2 separate regions of the Gossypium hirsutum genome follow, and region 1 is linked to region 2. Evidence: chromatin contacts called from public Hi-C data. All regions are on one chromosome and are shown on one strand. Each heading gives the region's core, a stretch centred on a gene start, on an enhancer-like site or on the middle of the called end of the contact. The rest is flanking DNA. Distances are from core to core; before and after follow the strand shown.

Region 1 (2,700 bases), core at 56-2,555, 310 kb before region 2:
GGGAGATTTTAAAATTTTTTTAAACTATTTGACGCGGTAACGATCAAAAAGCTGTTGTATTTTATCATTAAGGGAAAGCGTGTCCAACTGGACGAGCTCTTCTATCATATGTGTAATTGGGTACGTTTTCATATTCTCTCTCCTAAAACCGACCTATTTCCTTAATTAATTTTAAAACCGACCTAAAGACCATATTAAAAAAAAAGCATATTAATCAAATTTAGCCCAGAAAAATGTAAAGTGGGATATCTCACCAGAGGTTTCTTTGCCCGCAAGGGCTTTTTGTATCATTTGAAATTCTAAGGTGCATCTGCACTACAAATTTTACAAACATCATTTAGTTAGTAGTGGAAAAAAAGAAGAAGAAATATATAGAAAATGGCTTCTCTTACAACCAAATCTCTTTGGGAGGACTACCATGCAACCTACTATTTTTTATTTTTGCCGGAACATATAGAGATAGACATTCTAAGCTAGCCAAAGAATTGTTGGTAAGTATTTTATTTTAAATATATTAATATTTTATTTTAATTTTGTAAAATTATATAAATTTTTAAATAAAATTTTTTATCATAAAATAAAAATACAAATTCCATTTCTAATTTTAAAACTATCTTTTTTATTTTTATCTAAAAATTACACTATCAAATTTAAATTTTTAAAAATAAAATTTTTGTAAGTCCTAAATAATGAACAAATACTATTTTTTTTTCAATTGCACTATTAGTTTTACCTTTTATCTAATAATATCAGTTATTTGTTTGAATTTTTTTTTAATTTGAAATAAATTATAAAATTATTAGTTCCTAAAATTTGTAATTAAATCAAAAGGTGGCCACATGTTGGGTTTTTATATTTTATATTTTAATATTTTTTACGTAAAATATTTAAATGAACAATTAAGAATCATTATGTAAAATAAATCAAATATCTAATGACCAAATTGGAAATTGATGAACATTGTTACGTAAGCATTTTCACACTTCACCTATGATTTAATGTCTTTTTTAGAAAACATAATTTTCATCCTTTTACCCACCAAAGGTTACAATCAGTTTTCAGCGTAAAATAATAAAATATCATCTGGGACAGCCAGATTAGTGCTCATGATAAGCAAAAAAAGCTGCTATCAAAACTCAGCCATACGGCTGCTAATTTCATTTTCGTTTCATTAAATTTGGTGGTCCAAAGCTTTCTTATAGCCAAATGAAGGATTACGACTTTTGGTGCTTAGATTTCCTATGCGTAAAGGCATGCATTGGTGTGAGTTAAAAGCCAAAACGTCCGGTGCAAATGTTTAGAGCAATGATTGCTGTTTGGGTGGAACTAATTCCTCCACCAAGGTTGAAATTTGGGAAGTGCTAGCCATTTTCACAACTTTAAAGATCACAGAACTGGCATGACAAGCAAACCGACAACAAATTTCCAGCGATAAACTTTTCACCTTTCTATTTCTTCGATTTTGAAAAGTATAAAAGGTGGCATTGTCACACCAATGCTTGACATAGTCCGTCAGATTTAGGGGTTCCACTTATTAATGAGATCCCAACTACTCCATCAATTTATAATATATACTCCATCAATTTATAATATATATATCTTTCTTCTGTCTGAACACATTAATCATAGACCGAACCAGTGATGGATCATGTTAAATGGCTTATTAGCGTGCTGCTTCTTTTGTTTCTTACCCATCTCTGCATTTCTACCGACACCATAACACTAGATCACTTCATCAAAGATAATCAAGTCATAGTTTCTAGTGGCAAGATTTTCGCTCTAGGATTTTTCAGCCCTGGCAGTTCAAGGAATCGATATGTTGGCATCTGGTATCATCAGATTCCAGAGAAAACAGTTGTTTGGGTGGCCAACAGGGAGAGTCCCATTAAAGATAACTCAGGGATCCTCAGAATCGATAGCCAAGGAAATCTTGCACTGTTCCAGAGAAACCAAACACTTCCTGTCTGGTCTACAAACGTGTCCATCACAGGCACTAGGAATTCCATTGCTCTAATTTTGGATTCGGGAAACCTTGTTTTGCTTCAAAATGATACCAGAAGGGCGGTACTGTGGGAGAGTTTTGATTATCCTACAAACAGTATGCTTCCGTTTATGAAACTTGGGTGGAGTTTCAGAACAGGTGTGGATCGAGTCTTGACGTCTTGGAAGTCTCCCGATGATCCTGGGATTGGAAACTATTCCTACCGGATCAACCCGAGCGGCTTCCCTCAACTGTATTTGTACAAGGGTTCCGCCCCTTGGTGGCGAACCGGGTCATGGACCGGGCAAAGATGGAGTGGTGTACCTGAAATGACAAGCAGCTACATATTTAATGTTTCTTTTGTCAACACTCCAGATGAAGTATCGATCACGTATGGGGTGAAGAAGGCCTCTTTCATCACAAGAATGATAACGAACGAAACAGGGATTCAACAAAGGTTCACATGGAACAACCAAGCGCGACATTGGATTGGGTTCTGGTCGGCCCCAAAGGATCAGTGTGATTTTTACGGGCATTGTGGGCCGAATGGTTACTGCAACCCCGATCACCCGGATGATTTCGAGTGCACGTGTTTCCCAGGCTTTAAACCCAAGTCATCCGAAGCATGGTTTATAAGAGACGGGGCAGGAGGATGCGTGAGGAAACCTGGTATCTCCACGTGCCAAAAAGGGGAAGGGTTCGTCAAGGTGCCACGTCTG
Region 2 (2,700 bases), core at 60-2,559:
TGTAAGAAAAACCAAAAGGAAAAAATATATCATAAATTCATGATAATTTACCATGTTAAATGATGCTAGCAATTATGCAGGTAAACCTAAAGCAAAACTTCAAAAACATACATCATCGATGGTACTGAAGAGCTTCTTGGTGAGGTCCTTTAGAGTTTTCTTCTCATCTTTGGACTTGGCAGCAATGACGGTGTTGAGGTCATAGCGGAGATACTCGGCCTTGAGACGGAGATCATTCATGACATAAGGCCAGGCTTTTTTGTCAATCAAGTTCTTGACACCCAGAATGTCCTTGGCTGATTCCTTTGCTCTCTGTGCTGCCTGAGCTGGAGTAACTGGTTGGAGGAAGAACCTGTCTTTGTATGGCAGAACAAGGTCTCTTGGCTCATCAGAGTTCAGAGTTCCAGCTGCCGACATGCCGATTTCATCATCAAATTACAAAATTTGAACATTTATAAAATATATAATGATTCCATTTTTCCAGCTAAAATTCCAGTTCTCAAGTTCTTTATGGACCATGGCCTACAAAACAATGTTGATTAAATTTGTATAAATTGAAAAGAATGGATGACTTACGCAGTCCACCAGAGGGAGGGGGAGGTGGGCCAACCTTGATGCTTCTGGCATCGGCAAGCACAGCTTGAACAAAGGAGCCAGTGGCCAAACCAGCAGCAACAAGACCCAACATGGCTCTGCGTCCAGTCTCAGGCTCGGCCGGTGTCTGATGAGCTCTGACAGTGAAACCAGACCTACCCACAGCCACTCGGTTGTTGCTAGGAATGTTGAAGCGGGTTTGGCCACTGAGTTGAAGGCTGCCGTCCAGGACAGCCTGTGAAGAGCCACGTAAACCAGCCATTGATGCCATTGCCTGTGCCATCTCCACAACCAGAGTGTTTTTTCAATCTGAATGAGCCAAGTGTAGGTTTTGATGTGGGGGGTGTTTGATTTGATGGTGTTAACTTCTGCGATGTAGATTGGTTGTGGTTTGCGACGCACCTTATCTGCGATTTTCCACTTTGGATAAGTTGGATGTGGTCTTAACCAATAGTTGTTAGACATATGGGGTACACTATGATTCTTGCTCTTGGCATTTGACATGTTGGATTGGTTTTTCCTGGTGACCTGGTTTCTGTTCTGACATGTAGACTTTTGCATGTCTTTTTTTTTATTCAACCGGGTTAAGATTTCTACGCATCGTTGCCCAAGGCGAAGTTGCAGTAATCTTACAACCTAAATAAAAGAAGCATTGGATTAGAAAACTTGTTCATCAACATTTATTACAATATAAAAAGAAATAACTTCAATTCTTAAAATTCACTAACAATTGGTGGTGACTTATGCATGTACCCAATTGGAAGTCTAGTCAAAATAGGTCCAAACAATTCGACCCAAATGGGCCTAAAATAACGTTATTTTTTCTTTTTGGTATAAATACTTTGTCAATTTGGAACTTAAATGAATTGATATCTCTCTCCAGTACTTTACAAAATTGAGAAAACATCAAATTGTGGTTGATTGATTTTTAAAAATTTCCCAAAAATTATATAATACTTTAGAAATTAAAATATAATGTAGAATTTATAAAAAAATAAAAAAAATCAAAATTATTTAACAATTAAATATTGTTTAAAATTGTAAAAATATTAAAATTTATCAAAACTTTGAAAATGTTTACAAACAATTCAAAATAATCTTCAAAATTTTCAAAAAATATGGAAAATATTTCCCAAAATTCATACAAATTTATAATTTTTAAAAATAAAAAAGTATATAATATTAATAAACAATTATAAGAAATTTCTTATAAAAATTTAAATTAGAAAATATTAAAGAATTTATAGATTTTTCCAAAGTATGAAAACTTTTGTAGAAGAAAACAAGTTTTGCATTTTTTTTTTGTAAATGGCATAGTATGGCTTAATCAACAATTAATATGTTGATGTGGCTGTTAACGAATGCTTAATGAGCCATTTTGATCTTGGTGTGGCACTGCCAGGTAAGTAGAAAAATTTTAAATCAAATTCAAAAAAATTAAAAATTATTATATTAAATAAGAAAATTAAATTTTCTAAAAAATTATAAAAAATTCTAAAGAAATTATTAAAAATATTGTAAAATTGTAAAAATTTTCAAAAAAAAAGTTTAAAAAAACAAAAAATCAAATATTTTATTAAAAATTGTAAAAAAAAAGTTTCAAAATATTAAAAATTATGAAAAATTAAAAATATATATACATAAAAATTATTAAAAAAACTTTAAAATGTTTAAAAATATAAAAAAATATAGAAAAACTTATAAAATTTCACAAATAAAAATTGTAACCCAAAAATATGAATAGAAAGGTTTGGTTGCAGAAGAATCTAAAACACCCACTATGATGATGGTACAAACTTACAAGGCTTTGGAAGAAGAAGTAATTAGTGAAGTAGTTTTGAATGGGATCCAAATATTTTTGAGCATTACGAACATAAGTTAAATTAACATTTTATATTGCTTAAAAGTCTAAAGATTAATATATTTATTCATTTAATTAAAGTTTGAGTTACATAAAATTTGTAAATCCAAATATTTAAATAGTTTTAAGAGTTTTTAATTATTTCTTTATTTATTAAATAGAGTTTGACTATAGATAATTTTCTCAGGAATTTATATATATTGAAGATAAACAATATTTAAAGGAAACTAGGGTCCCTGTAGTCC

What was found. Hi-C and Micro-C count contacts between places; a contact is called where the count stands out from the background.
Region 1: a contact with region 2 is called in a Hi-C map of leaf, with 2.6 times the contacts expected there. The contact joins the promoter of LOC107962155 here to the promoter of LOC107929839 in region 2. A contact is called at or near these places in 9 of 34 Hi-C or Micro-C datasets (callus, leaf and petal).

What each region holds. Positions count from the first base shown.
Region 1 is chrA06:80,058,490-80,061,189 of Gossypium_hirsutum_v2.1, reverse strand. It overlaps LOC107962155 (G-type lectin S-receptor-like serine/threonine-protein kinase At1g11410), which reads left to right and starts at 1,305. Exons shown (of 7, transcript XM_016898417.2): 1 at 1,305-2,700. The coding sequence starts at 1,642.
Region 2 is chrA06:79,752,678-79,755,377 of Gossypium_hirsutum_v2.1, reverse strand. LOC107929839 (oxygen-evolving enhancer protein 3, chloroplastic) reads right to left here and starts at 1,309. Exons shown (of 3, transcript XM_016861357.2): 1 at 577-1,309; 2 at 112-407. The coding sequence starts at 877. It also overlaps the pseudogene LOC107929838.